Regions from separate parts of the Mus musculus genome. Here region 2 is linked to region 1. Evidence: chromatin contacts called from public HiChIP or PLAC-seq data. All regions are on one chromosome and are shown on one strand. Each heading gives the region's core, a stretch centred on a gene start, on an enhancer-like site or on the middle of the called end of the contact. The rest is flanking DNA. Distances are from core to core; before and after follow the strand shown. Region 1 overlaps Dlg5 (discs large MAGUK scaffold protein 5). Region 2 holds the start of Dlg5 (discs large MAGUK scaffold protein 5).

What was found. HiChIP or PLAC-seq counts read pairs in DNA pulled down with a chosen protein or histone mark.
Region 2: an H3K27ac HiChIP or PLAC-seq map of embryonic stem cells shows a contact between it and region 1, with 9 read pairs. The contact joins the promoter of Dlg5 here to the enhancer-like site in region 1. A contact is called at or near these places in 2 of 484 Hi-C or Micro-C datasets (both in embryonic stem cells), 12 of 115 datasets of contacts at active chromatin or transcription factors (embryonic stem cells, epiblast stem cells, forebrain and 1 more) and 4 of 9 other capture datasets (adipose tissue, embryonic stem cells, liver and 1 more).

What each region holds. Positions count from the first base shown.
Region 1 is chr14:24,140,943-24,147,749 of GRCm38.p6, forward strand. Dlg5 (discs large MAGUK scaffold protein 5) reads right to left here. Exons shown (of 32, transcript NM_001163513.1): 25 at 6,131-6,279; 26 at 5,210-5,380; 27 at 3,360-3,553. Among named protein-coding and RNA genes, the nearest start is that of Gm52142, 24 kb to the left of the region's middle. Within about 2 kb of position 4,104, at least 18 of the 459 cell types and tissues checked have an H3K27ac peak or open chromatin away from gene starts, as enhancers often do. A contact at or near this core is called in embryonic stem cells, where this site is marked.
Region 2 is chr14:24,242,714-24,249,520 of GRCm38.p6, forward strand. It overlaps Dlg5 (discs large MAGUK scaffold protein 5), which reads right to left and starts at 3,207. Exons shown (of 32, transcript NM_001163513.1): 1 at 2,434-3,207. The coding sequence starts at 2,737.

The DNA.
Region 1 (6,807 bases), core at 2,854-5,353:
GTCTCCAGACTTGCTCAGCAAGCCCCTTTACACACTGAGCCGTCTCTTCTAGCTTTAAGAATGGTAATTAAAAGTTCTTAAATAAAATGCAGACCACCCTTTGTATTAATAGTTTTGAGGTCACAGATTCAATCAACTGGAGATAGAAATATTGAAATCAGGTGTTCTAAGTAACCTAGAGACAGTTAAGTATGTGAGAGATGAACTTAGGCCATATGCAAACCCCCTACAAGTGACTCATGAGCTCCCAGGACACCTATAGACGTGGGCATCTAGTGGAGGCTTGGTACCAACTTCCTGACATACCACGGTGTGCCTGTGAACACCAATCTAAGATTCTATATAGAAGGGGAAAGTGATAAAGCATTGCTGGGCAAAATGGAGAAAATGCATCCCTGAGTACACTAAGCATTCCTAAGAAGTGTTGAAGGGAAGCAGAAAGATGACAAAAATCAGACGGACAGACAGACAGACAGACAGACAGGTGGGCGGGAGGAGTGAATAGCAGCAGGAGAGGTGAAGAGGAACTGTGAACGAACACAGCCAATGCACTAAGTGAGGGGACAACAGGAATGGTATGGAAGCTGGGTGCTGGTGAGTGGAGCTGAGAGGGCTAGAGCTTCAGACTCCTTAGGACCAGCCCACGAGATGTCCTGGGCCATCAGTCAGAGGTAGGTGGGGAAGGCCACTCAAATTCCCAAAAGACTACAAACTGAAAACTGGCAAGGCAATAGAAATACTTGATTATTCCCAAAGTAGAGTGGAAGGACAGACAAGGGAACAGGGAAGAAGCGATCACAGAGAAAAGACAGAGTAGGCCATAGGGACGCTTTACAAGTCCTGATTACACAGTAATGGAAGATTTGTGCTTTGCTCACGTTCATGTCCTTCCAGGGCATGCTCTGATACAATGTGTTAAAACACCACCTGCCACAGAAAGTGAAATCAAAGCACCCTACCCCAGCCCAGCCTGCCCCACCCTGCTCCACCCCCACCCCACTGTGCCCTACCCCAGGAACAGTAAACAATACTACAAAGAAGTTCAAAGTATGAACTCTGGTGGCCAGAAAAGAGTGGGTGGAGACTAAGCAACAGGAAATGGGATTGGAAAAGACAACATCACACATTACAGATTTTCCAAAAGGGACACCACTGGAAATAAGACAGGGAGGTTTTTTTCAGTGACAGAAGGGTCACTGCAGGAAAACAGAACAATCCAGAAGGCATCCGGTGCTAAAAGCAGTTTCAAAATGAGTGGCAAGGCTGGAGAGATGGCTCAGTGGTTACTAGCACAGGTGTCCTTCCAGGTTCTTGGCACCCACATGGTGGCTCAAAACCATCTATAACTCCAGCCCCCGGGGAGATCTCACACCCACTTCTGGTCTCTGCAGGCAATGTCACACACGTGATGCACATATGTACATTCGGGTAAAACACTCACACATATACAAAATAAATATAAGATTTTTTTTTTAATAAGTAGTGCAGAACTTCCATAGAACTGATACGGACACACCCACCAGCCCCTCACTGAGCACATGTGAGATGGTGCCTGTAGAATAAAGAAGTGGGTGCCCAAGAGCATAGCCCAAAAGAAAGAAGAGGGCAGGCAAGTGGGCCCGGTTAAGAACCACAAGAGAAACCTCACAGTAACACAAGGGAAACTTGCTCTGTTCATGTAGGGATCATGTTTCAGGCTCTAGAGGTAAAAGGCAAAGCAGAGCCAACAATATCACCAAAAAAGAAACCTTTTATGTATGCTTAAACATTATATATATATAACATTTATATGCATACAATCCCACACTAAAGCTATAGGTTGTACAGAAATCGAGAGATGACTAGAACTCCCCAGGGGCTGTGTCTATCCAGCTGGCCTGATGATAACAGGGAACAGTCACCGTGCTTAATTATTTTGTTTCTTTTGAGACAGTGTCTCACTATGTAGCCCCAGCTGACCTGGCTATTTTTTATGTAGACCAGGCCATCCTTGAACTCAGAAGTCTACCTGCCTCTGCCTCCCAAGTGCTGAGATTAAAGATATGTGCCACCATGCCTGGCAGGATTTTCATCTGAAAGATGAGAAGGAAGGAAAGAAGGAGGGAGGAAATAAGAAACCCATTCCCATAGTCTACTGCCCAGTGGCCCCACACCCTGTCTGTCCATGATAGTGAACACACCACACCCAGCCATGGGAGCTGTGTTGATGACAGGGACCTACCCCTTGCCTCTCAGGACCAATGGCCTCCTCCTACTTGGGCCATCAGTCAGGAAAGCCTCTAACATTCCTAGTCCACACAGCTCTAGCCTAGCTCAGCATCCTCCTGGGAAGGATCTAGTCAAAATCACTGATGGATACGTGAATGAAGCAAGAAAGGCTGAGCAGTGACCAGCATGAGCCAGAGGAAACATGCATGGCGCAGAAACCACACCCACTGACGCTGACCTCAGAGTTTCCTGTTTCAGCTAGCTGGTTGGCCATGAGCCCCCTCAGTCTTTCTCCGTTCCCAGTGCTGGGATCACAGACACGCCACACCTGGCTTTTATTGTGTGGATCTGAACTGGGTCCTTAAGCCTGCACAGCAAGCACTTTTACGCAATGAGCCATCTCTCCAGTCTCCTAACCCTTGCCACTTTTGCCTTGCCTTTCTCCCTCCTGAAACAGGGCTGGAGGTACAAATAAATATGGTGGCCAAGAAGAGACCTTGAGGATTAAAGCCACTCGCTGCACTGGCAGACTCTCAGGACTGTCCTACCAGCAGCAATATCCACCTACAGATGAGTTTGGGAAAACTGCTACTTAAGGTCCATCATGACAGGAAAGCCCCTGGGCTTGGCACAATATGGGAGACTCCCTTCGTTAGCAGGGCTTCTCCTTCACTGACCTTGTCTGGAAAATTCTAAGTGCCCCCCACCCCCAACACACACATATATGCCTCTGCCTGAGGAATGTCACGTAGCCTCCAATAATCTAACAGGATCAATTTTCTTTCTCCTGATAAAACCTGTTCGGTGAACACCTGAGATTCCCCATGCTAATGAGGTATGTTAGGGACATGAAGCCTCCAGCAAATGACCTTTGCCCATCCTGGATGTTCCTACCCTCAGTCACCCAAAACGTTATAAGCCTTGAATCACCCTGAGAGCTGGTCCCAGGGTGCTCATTCACAGTATGTACTCACAGGGTTTCCAAAGCCCCAGCTTAGCGTCTCTCCCTTTGCCCTTGTGCACCAAACCAGCCAACGGGCACCCACAAATGAGTACCAAAAGGCATGAAAGCTATGTGAAGTCTCATGGTGAAGCTTTGATACCCTACCACCCGCACCCCTGGAGTCCATTGGAATGAACCCAGCACTTGCCTTCAAAGAGAGGAATGGAGTCGTTGGAAAAGGTGTCCAGGGCGAGCAGGTCCTTGCCGTCTTTGGACCCACTGCGTTTATGTTTATGTTTCCTTCGGAAGAAGGAACGGCGCGCAGCTGCTGACAGCGTCTTGGCTGTGTTGTCATCTTTGACCTCAGACATGCTGAGCCTCCGGGAGAACTCTTGGTCCATCCTGCAGCCACAGAGAAATGACAATGCTGGGAGGACCATGGGGAGGAGGAAGCTAGGTTCCCCCAGCCACACTCTCAGCCCTCCCCAACTACCGGCCTTTCCCGTGCCTCGGGGCTCTCAGGCATCACCATGGCAACAAGAAGTTCAGGGTTCAGCTTCAGAGAGCTCAATGCAGCAGCCGGGAGGGGGGCGGGGGGGGCCAGTGACACTGCTAGCTGTGCTTCCTGCCATGGAAGGTACAGACACTACAGTTGGACTGTGTGCGTGTGGCTGTATTTGCATGAAGTGCCTAAAGGGAAACCTACAGATTCTAAGTGCAGATGAATGGCTTAGGGCTGGGGCAGAAGCAGTAGTGTGCTGTGATTTGGATTTGGGTCCACATGCTGCAGGAGACTCGATCCCCAGAGTAGCAGTACTGAGCCGTGAGGTTTCTCTAAGAGACTGTGTAATGGAGGTTGATTAGGTTTTTACCCTCAGAAAGGATCAGTTATGTCCTCCAATAGTACGGTGTTAAAGAAAGAGCTACCCTGGCTTTGTAGTAGTGATTGTTGTAGTGGTTTGAATAAGACTGGACCCCAGAGACTCATAGATTTGAATGCTTGGTCATCAGGGAGTGGTAGGAGGTGTGGCTTTGGGGTTTCAAAAGCCAAAGCTAGTCTCAGAGTCTCTCTCTCTCCTTTATAGAACTCTCAGCTACTTCTCCAGCACCATTGTCTTACCAAACTGTAAGCCAGCCCCAATTCAATGCTTGCTTTTATAAGACTTGATGTGGTCATGGTGTTTCTTCACAGCAATAGAACACTAAGACACTTCCTGTTTTGCTATAGGAGCTCTTCCTTCCTTCTGCTCCCCACCATATTGTGACGTGGCCAACAAGGGCTTCACCAGCTGCTGAGCAGATGAGGCCACCTGACTTCATGCTCTCAGCCTCCAAGGCCAAAACAAACTTCTTTTTCTTGTGAATTTCTCAGCCTCAAATATTTTGTTACAGCAATCAAAAACAGTCACAGGGTAACACAGAATAATAGTTAATTGGGTTTCTTTCAGAGGTGATGAACATGCTTTAAAATTAACTCTGGAGTAACTGGAATTGTGATCTAGTGCTTGCCTCGCATGTTCAAGGTACCACATAAACTGAGTGTAGTGGTACGTGCCTATGGTTTGAACACTCACAAGATGGAGGCAGGAGAATCAGCTCAAGGTCACCTTGTCTACATAGCAAGTCTGAGGTCAACCTGAGGATACATGAGACCCTATCCAAATTCTCTGTGTGTGTGCGCACGCAACACATGCCTGTGTGCGTGCGTGCGTGCATGCGTGCGTGCGTGCGTGACTGCCTGCCTGCCTGCCTGCCTATAAGTAAATAAAATAATGGTGGAGATGATTGCATGTATCTTGCGAACATACAGGCTACTTGGACGGACTCATCTGCTATAAGAATTATAGCTTCATAGCTGTTTGGAAGAAGAGATTATGCATCCCGATTCGCCGTGGCGCCTCTGTAAACTGCCTACTGCGAGGAGCAGCTTTCTGGGCCACATGTGCTGCAGCTGCAGCTCCCAAGGAATCAGTTCCCCAGCAGCTCAGGCGAGTGTCACCCTGTGAGGCAGGTCCCACTCCACACTGTGGTCCCTGCCTAGAGATGGAGAAGACTTACACGTATTTGCTGGGAATCTGCCCACGCTGGATCTTCTGGGCATTCTCATCCAGCTGCCAGGCCATCCAGGACCCAAACACGCCCTGGGGCAACGTATCATCCACGTACAGGATGTCATCTTTCTTAAAACTCAGTTCAGGCTCCACCTCTGCCAGACGGTCATATAGGGCCCTGGACCATTGAACAGAGGACACGGGTTGAAGACGCCATACCACACTCTTGCCTTTTGAGGCAGCTGTCTGTGTTGTCTCCAGATATCAGGAAGAAAGGCTTTGGGGGCATCCCGAAGGGGCCCCTCACATACATTACAGAGCAGGATAGAATTATCCTCTTTCCTTTCCTGATGCTAAGAGCTCATCCCCACTGGGGAAAGACTTCCTCTATGATGTCTTTTCAAACAGACATTTTCTATCTGCCTGTTTCTGAAGTTGAAGCCCACTGCTTCCTGCAAACTGTCACCTCCCTAGGATGGAAAACATGTCACTTCCCACCTGCAGAGTGAGAAGAGTATCACTCATGCAAGTTTTTATGGACTCCATGGTCTCAGGCTGTGGGGGACATGACAGGAGTCTGATACCATCCCACATCATGACACCCATATGACTTACAGGCACCATGGGCACCTGGGATCTATGACTGCAGAGGGATCTGAGAGACTCAGGGGAGAGTGCAGGAGGAACACAACCCACAAGGTAAGAGGCTTTAGGTCTCAAAATTCCTGTATTCTTAATCCCTCCCCACCAAAAAGAAGGAGGAGGAGGAGGAAGAAGAGAAGGAGGAGGAGGAAGCATCTCATATAGGTAAAAGCAATGCTAATGATGGCCTGAGCCAGGGCCTTGGGGACAAGTGATCTAGGGCATCCAGTCACCCTATGAACTTTCCACAGAGAGCCCCTCCCTTGGCCCTAACCCATGCTGGCACCTGATGTAGAAGCTGTCTCCGGGCAGGCCCTTGACCCTGGTGAACTCCTCATGGCGGTACTGCACCTTCAGGCGAAGGCTATCCTTAGGCTTCAGCATCTCCACATAGACGTCCTCCACTGTCCTGCTGCGCATATCCAGGCTGCCATACTGACCAGGGACAGGGTACCAGGGTCAGACAGACAGTGGCAGGGATCGCTTGGGTTCTCAGAAGGTTGCAGAACGGTGCCTGGTCTGAGACTCTGCCTGCCTCCCTGCCACAGGCCTCCCCAGTGCCCCTGCCCTATATGACTTCATGGCTACTAGAGCCAATGGAACCACCTAGCAGTGATGACCTCTACTTCCTGCTTAAGAAACTGTATCTGTGGCACTGTGCTGGACATTTTTATGTAAAGATGACATAAGCTGGAGTCATCTGAAGGGAGGGAGCGCCAACTGGGTAAATACCTCCATAAGATTGGGATGTAGGCAAACCTATAGAGCATTTTCTTACTCAGTGATTGATGTGAAAAGGTACAGCCCACTGTGCACTGTGGGTGAGGCCACCCCTGGGCTGCTGGACTTGGGGTCTATAAGAAAGCAGGCTGTGCAGGCCACAGAGAACAAGCCAGTAGGCAGCACTTCTCCATAGTCTCTGCTTCAGCTCCTACCTCCAGGTTGCTGTCCTGTTTGAGCTCT
Region 2 (6,807 bases), core at 1,957-4,456, 100 kb after region 1:
GCAAGATAGCAGAGTTCTTTAACACCAATAATCTCTTGAAATGGCAGTGAGAAGGCCTGGTCAGCTTACAGGAGGAACTGCCCAAGACAAGAAATAAGAGAGAGGCTCCTGGTGTCTGTCACCTTCCTGTCCTCTGATCTTCCTAGTGCCTGACACTGGCCCTGGGAACTCAATGTAATGAAGATGTTAAGACACTCCTCTGTGACACTGGGGTGGCCACAGGTGGTGAAGATAAGTTACAATATGCTCAACAACAGCATGTCAGGCCCAGGAGAGGAGCCCCTGCTCCCCCCTAACTCAACCCCATGTTCCTCCAGTCACAGTATTACCAAGACACATGGTCACCCACTGACTCACATCACACGTCACACTAGTCACCAAAGCCTCCGGATGTTGTCTTGCCGTATCAAGTGCTACCCCAATTTCTTCTAACCTATTAAATAAAACAAACTTAACCTCCTTGACAAGTATTTTTCTAAGGATTTCATGAGCCTCTTTGAAGCAATAAAATTCTGAAGTGTGGGGAAATGGATTTTAAAAATCACAGCCCTAGGGATAAATCTCAGCCTTATGGTATCCCATTCCTTAGAGGGCAAGAGACGAACCTTAAAGATCAGACCAGAGGTCCCACCTTCTCTACAGGGCATGAGGGATGTACTTAACACATGGCCATCTGTCCTCTAGTTTGTGGTAGTCTAGATATTAATCCTAGGGCTGATACTAGCACATCCCCGTGAGGACTTCTTGGCTGCCCTCTAACTTCTGTGCTTCCTCAGACGGACTTCTAGAAGCAAATCTTTGACAAACTTCTTTCTTCAAAGATATATAGAAGTAGTTAGAATGAAAAAGGTATCTGACGAGGTCCTTTATTCTCTCAGCTGCATTCGAGAGCCTCTTCTAAGCAACTTCGAGTCATTCAAAAGAGACTACTGGCTTTGCCCAGGAACTCCATTAAACCATACTTGTAGGGACAGCATGAAGGTCTGGGAGACAGAATACGAAAGTCCAAGGGAAGACAGAAGGGCATCCATGAAGTGCTCTGTTGTGGGGCAGCAGTTTAGCCTCTCTGTATATCAGTTCCCTTCAGCTAGAGAAAACAGGGTTGAAAGGACTCATGGAGATGAGGACTGCTACCAGAGACACCTAATAAAACCACTCCCTTTATAAGGATAGCTTTTAACAGTCCCATAAACGGGTCTCCTCAACCTCTGGCCCGCACGTTGCTAAGGGCAGTTTTATTTTTCCAGCTCGCTTCATTCACTGGTCTTTTACATGTGTCTTGATTGATTTTATTATGTATATTGATTCAACTTAAAACAAGGGCAAGACACACTTGCTGTCTCCAGGCTCTGAATATGTTTTTTTTTTAAGCAATAGACAATAATTCAAAACTCTTAGCATTCAATCCGTTAAACATTTTAACCTCTGCAGGCCAGTTTTCTCTCTGGCAAAGCAGGAATACTGGATAGTTCACATGCTGTTAACAGCGATTAAATGTGATAAGGTAGAGTTCCTGCCACAACAGACACCATACATGCCAGCCCTCATCCTTTCTCTGTACTATGCCTTCTTCCTTGTCGAGGAGGCTGGCTTCTCTCTCCACAGCCCAGTCAGGACAAGCCTACCACTAGTCGCAAACTCCAGCAGCACCCCTCCCCCTACACACACTTACAACTCAGTCACTTCCAAGAGCAAGAACACAGGGGTTCCAAAGGGCACCACTCAGAGGTGCTCAGCTCTCCTCCACCGGGAACTCAGAACTCTCCGGGAGGGAACCGAGCCACAGCAACCACTACTAAGATTTTCCCATGGTGCAATGCAACTTCCTCAACTTTTCCGGGCCCACAATTTCCAAAGAAACCGGGGAAGGCGGTGTGCATAATTCACAGCAAATCTGGGCGAGTTAGGAGACTGAGGTCCAGGGGACGAGAAGGAAACGGGCACGGACACAAAGTGAAAAGACACGAGTGACCTAAAGAGGGTTGCAGGGATCAGAACTTAGGGGATCTTCCCCTGGCCTATATTCCCTTCCTGCGGATTGCAACCCAGGGCTCCCGAAGGGCTAGCCGACCGTGAGAAGCTTAGAAAGGGGGCTGACCGACATCCTTCCGAGGTGTCTTCCGACCTCCGCCCCGCCACCAGACCTGGTGGCTTCCGGAGGACTCTGCAGCAGTAGCAACAAGGAGAGGAAAGACAAGGCTTTCGGTGAGGGGGTTATTGTTCCCAGAAAACCGCAGAACAGAGGCAGGAGGTGTGAATGAGGTTCCAGGCATCCGTCCCTCCCCGGGTAGGATAAGAGAGAAGGTGTCACCCGCGCCATACAGGTAGAGCGGTGGCTGCGACCTGAGCCTCGGCCCCCCCAACCCCCTTGGTGAGCTGCAGAGAGAAGGGGTGGCCGGAGGGCAGGAGGGGCCGCGCGGGACTGCCACTCACCCGCGCCCTCTGTAGACTGCGGCGGCCCGACGACGCCGTTCAGGTAGAGAATAGGCAGCAGGTGAGGCTGAGTCTTCTCCAGGGCGGCGCGCAGGTCCTGGAAGTGGTCCTGCTCCTTGGCCAGGAGGAGCTGGAGCAGCAGCTCCGCCTTGGCGCCTCCCGCCTCCTCGTCCAGCTGCCGCCGCTCGCCGGGGCTCAGCGCTCCTGCTGCCTCCAGCAGCCCAAGCACGGCCTCCACCTCGGTCATGGCCTGGGCCAGGCTCTGCTGACACTGGGCGAGCAGCTCCCGGCGCTGCGGCTCCATGGTGGCGGCCCGCGCCGCCCCGCCCCGCCCCGCCGGACGGCGCCGGGGCTTCCCGAGGCCGGCGGGCTGCACGCCGAACTGGGCGGCAGCCTAGCGCGCCGGGAGTCGCGAGGCGGCGGGGCCCATGGGCCGGGGCCTGCGAGCCTCGGGGCCGGGACGATCGGGCAGCTCTCAACGGCCGCCTCCCGGGCTCCGGGGCGCAGCCATGTTGGCTACGGCGGCGGCGGGACTGGAAGAGGAGGAGGAGACGGAGGAGGAGAAGGAGGAGGCGGAGGTGGGGACGGCGGCCGGGGCGCGCCCCGAGGCCTCGCAGCAGCCAGGCATGCCCCCTCCAGCTCCGCCTCCGCGCCCACCGCCCCGCCGCACACTGCGATCGCCGCGGGGGGAATTGTCGCCGGGCGCCCGACGGCTCCGGCCCGGCTCCCCCGAGCTCCCACACCGCCGCCTGCACAGCCGCGGTCCGCCCCTCTGGCCTCTCTCCTCCCCGGCCCGCCTTCGGCCTGGAGGAGGTAGCAGGCAACTGAAACACTGGGCGAAGGGGAAGGGTCCGGACCCCACCGGCCCTTAGTCCACAAGGTACTGAGAGAAACTGCTCCTACCCTGTTCACATACTGCCCCTAGTCCAGAGTCTTCTAAGAATTCTAAAACAAACCAAGGACACAATGCAAAACCCTCCCCCACTTGGTCATTTCCAATTTAAAGACCTCTCCAGAACTTGTCCCCATTCCAAGATTTTCTTAGAAAATCTCCCAATAAAACCCCCTAACCTGCCTCACAGTTAATAGCATCCTGCACACCTGTATCAGAGCTCCAGAGTCAAAGGCAGTGGATGTTTGCAGGACCTGGGTGTGCATAAGGAGTGTTTGCTGTGGGCTCTTGGAGATTTCTGTCAAGAAAAGTGCTCCTTGGTGTCGCCCCAAGATCATAGCAAATCACAGAGTTACCTTGCTTCCCATAATGACTTCAGCTCAAGACCGTCTACCTTCTCCGACAGTTCTCTTCTTCTTCTTCTTCTTCTTCTTCTTCTTCTTCTTCTTCTTCTTCTTCTTCTTCTTCTTCTTCTTCTTCCTCCTCCTCCTCCTCCTCCTCCTCCTCCTCCTCCTTCTTCCTCTCTCTCTCTCTCTCTCTCTCTCTCTCTCTCTCTCTCTCTCTCTCTCTTTCTCTCTCTCTACAATTGCATACCTGGAACGGAATCTGCATCCCAGGGAAGAAGACTGCAAAGTTCTGCGTTCCAACGGCTGGCTTACTTTCTAAGGCCGGCCAAGAACTCTTTCGATGGCACCGTTACCAAAGCAAAGACATCTCAAATGTCCTTCTTTGACAGAAGCCAGAAGCCATGTTTGTTTATAGAAACAAACTCTGAATAGTGATTAGACCAAGAAGACCCTCAGAATGATGGTGGACGATGTCAGAATGATGGTGGAAGAGAACCAATTACATTCCCTCACCTAGTATTTTTCAGGAGAAGGGGGATGAGAAGAGCATCAAACCAGGGGTTCTCAGCTGTAGCTTCATGAGCAAGTTCAGCAGGGTCTGTGTGGCGCTGAAACAATCTCAACACTATTGTGAACGTGTGTTTTCTGGGCTGGGTTTGATAGCTTTATCATTTTTTAAGGCTTCTATAACCCAACATGGATTCCAATATGCTGGAGCAAAACCATTTGAAGATCCCTCTCTGATCAGATAGCCTGGGCTTCTGTGACCAAGAAGATGACCTAATTATATTCTGTTGCTCTGGCAAATACCATGACCAAAAGCAATTTGGGAAAGAAAGTATGTATTTTAACTTAACACTTCCAGGTCACTGTCCCATTGCTGAGAGAAGTCAAGATAGGAATTCTCACTTAGAGCCAAGGGAGTATATAGCAGGATCCACTGAGGATGGGGCATGCTGACACCCTTGCCAGGCTCATGCACCAGCTAGCTTCCTAATATAGCCCATGACCACTTGCCCAGGGAATGGTACTACCCGCAGTAGGCTGAGCTGTCCTGCCCAGTTCTCTCTGAAGACATGCTCATATCACAGATCTGTCCATAGAGCAATGTTATAAAAAGACAATGACTCCCCTGAATCCTTTTTTTTTTTTTCAGATGATTCAGGCTGTGTCAGGTCGACAGCTAATTCTTTCTAGAACACAAGGATTTAGGGGAATGGAGGCTGGCTGTTATCATGGTGCCATAGTTTTGCAGAGTCCCTGGACCCTTCCTCGATCCCCTGCCCCTAAGACACCTTCTCTCTGGCTGGCCATTATTTCATCTGAGAGCAGCCACAGATCCTAACTCATCCCTGAGGGCCCATCTCAGTTCTTGTTTGGATTAGCAGACATCTGGGTGAAGAAGGGAAGTGGGGGGAGGAATGAAAATTGGACACCAATCTTTTTATGATTAGAGAACAAACTGGCAGCTCCATGACCAAAGACAGAAGAGCCATCGTCTCCCAGTAACTCTCGAAGGACAGTGAAGGGATTTGGAGTTTGTTCCAGGAAGCCTTTCTAAGAATCAGTGAGGAAGCATTTGAAAAGAGCACTTACTTCTAGGGGCTGGGCAGTGGTACACACTGCTTTTGTTGAATCCCTTATAAGATTCTCTTGAGGCCTATGTGAAACATAAATTCTAGATGAGAGAGTCTGTGGACATAATGGTTTAGAGTTGTTTTAACCAATAACCTTGGCATAAACTCCTTTCTGTAGCTTTCCCCTCCCTAGAAACCGTGTCTGGATAGGCATAGTGAAATTAAATGAGGTCATTGGAGGAGGCTGGTGTGCTTATGAGAAGAGGGAGACTGCTGGGCTGGCTCAGGGGGCAAAGGCAGTTGCTGGATGACCGGAGATGGATTCCCAGAAACTGCATGGTAGAAGGAGAGAACCATCTCTCATAAGCTATTCCCTAACCTCCACATAAATGTGTGCCACACGCACACAGAACCCCGCCCCCGCCCACACACATACAAATGCATATTTTGTACAGGAAGGAAGTTTTGTGCTGGGAGAAGGTACTTACTGCACAAGTCTTGACAACTTGAGATCAGATTAGTAATGACAGACCCAATAGCACATGGCTATAATTTCAGACAAGAGGTAAAATGAGAGAATTGCCAGAGGTCAAGGGCAATTGAGCTAACCTGGGGTGCACAGTATAGCAACAAACAATATGAGAGGTCCTGCCTCAAGGAGGTACAAGATAGAGGTTTTCCTCAGACTACCATTTACACATACTCCATGACACACCTATGCCCTCACATGTGAATACAAACACATAACTTTTTTTCTTTTTTTGGTTTTGAGACAGGGTTTCTCTGTTCAGCCCTGGCTGTCCTGGAACTCACTCTGTAGACCTGTCTGGACTTGAACTCAGAAATCTGCCTGCCTCTACCTCCCGAGTGCTGGGATTAAAGGCGTGTGCCATTACTGCTGGGCCAAAACTTATTTTTTATTCATGTGTTTGTTTGCTTGTGTGTTTGTTTATTCATTAATTGTTATTGATTTGATTTGTTGGTTGGTTTTGGTTTTTAAGACAGGGTTTGTTTCTCTGTATAGCTCTGCGTGTCCTGGAACTCGCACTGTAGATCAGGTTCGTCTTGAATTCAGAGATCTGAGTGCTGGGAGTAAAGGTGTGTGGCACCACCTCCAGCAAAAACAATTAAAAAAAAGAAAACAAGGGAAATGTGGCAGGCAGTGGCGCACGCCTTTAATCCCATCACTTAGGAGGCAGAGGCAGGCGGATTTCTAAGTTTGAGGCCAGCCTGGTCTACAGAGAGAGTTCCAAGACAGCCAGGACTGCACAGAGAAACCCTCAAAAAAACAAAACAAACAAACAAACAAAAAAAAAAGGGAAATGTGAACTCAGACACCCATGGGGGCAGATAGCACATGAGTGGGGAGCAGAGACTGGAGTGATAGGTGGACCAGCCAGAGGAGAAGCCATGGGAAGTACCAGAGGCAGGAGCAAGGCCTGGGCCACATTCTCCCTAGTGGCCTTCAGAGGAACCAACTTGGCAAGCCCTTGGTTTTGAACTTTCCCCCTTAAGAACTGTGAACCAGTAAGCCATTGTTTTAGACCCTAGTTTGTGT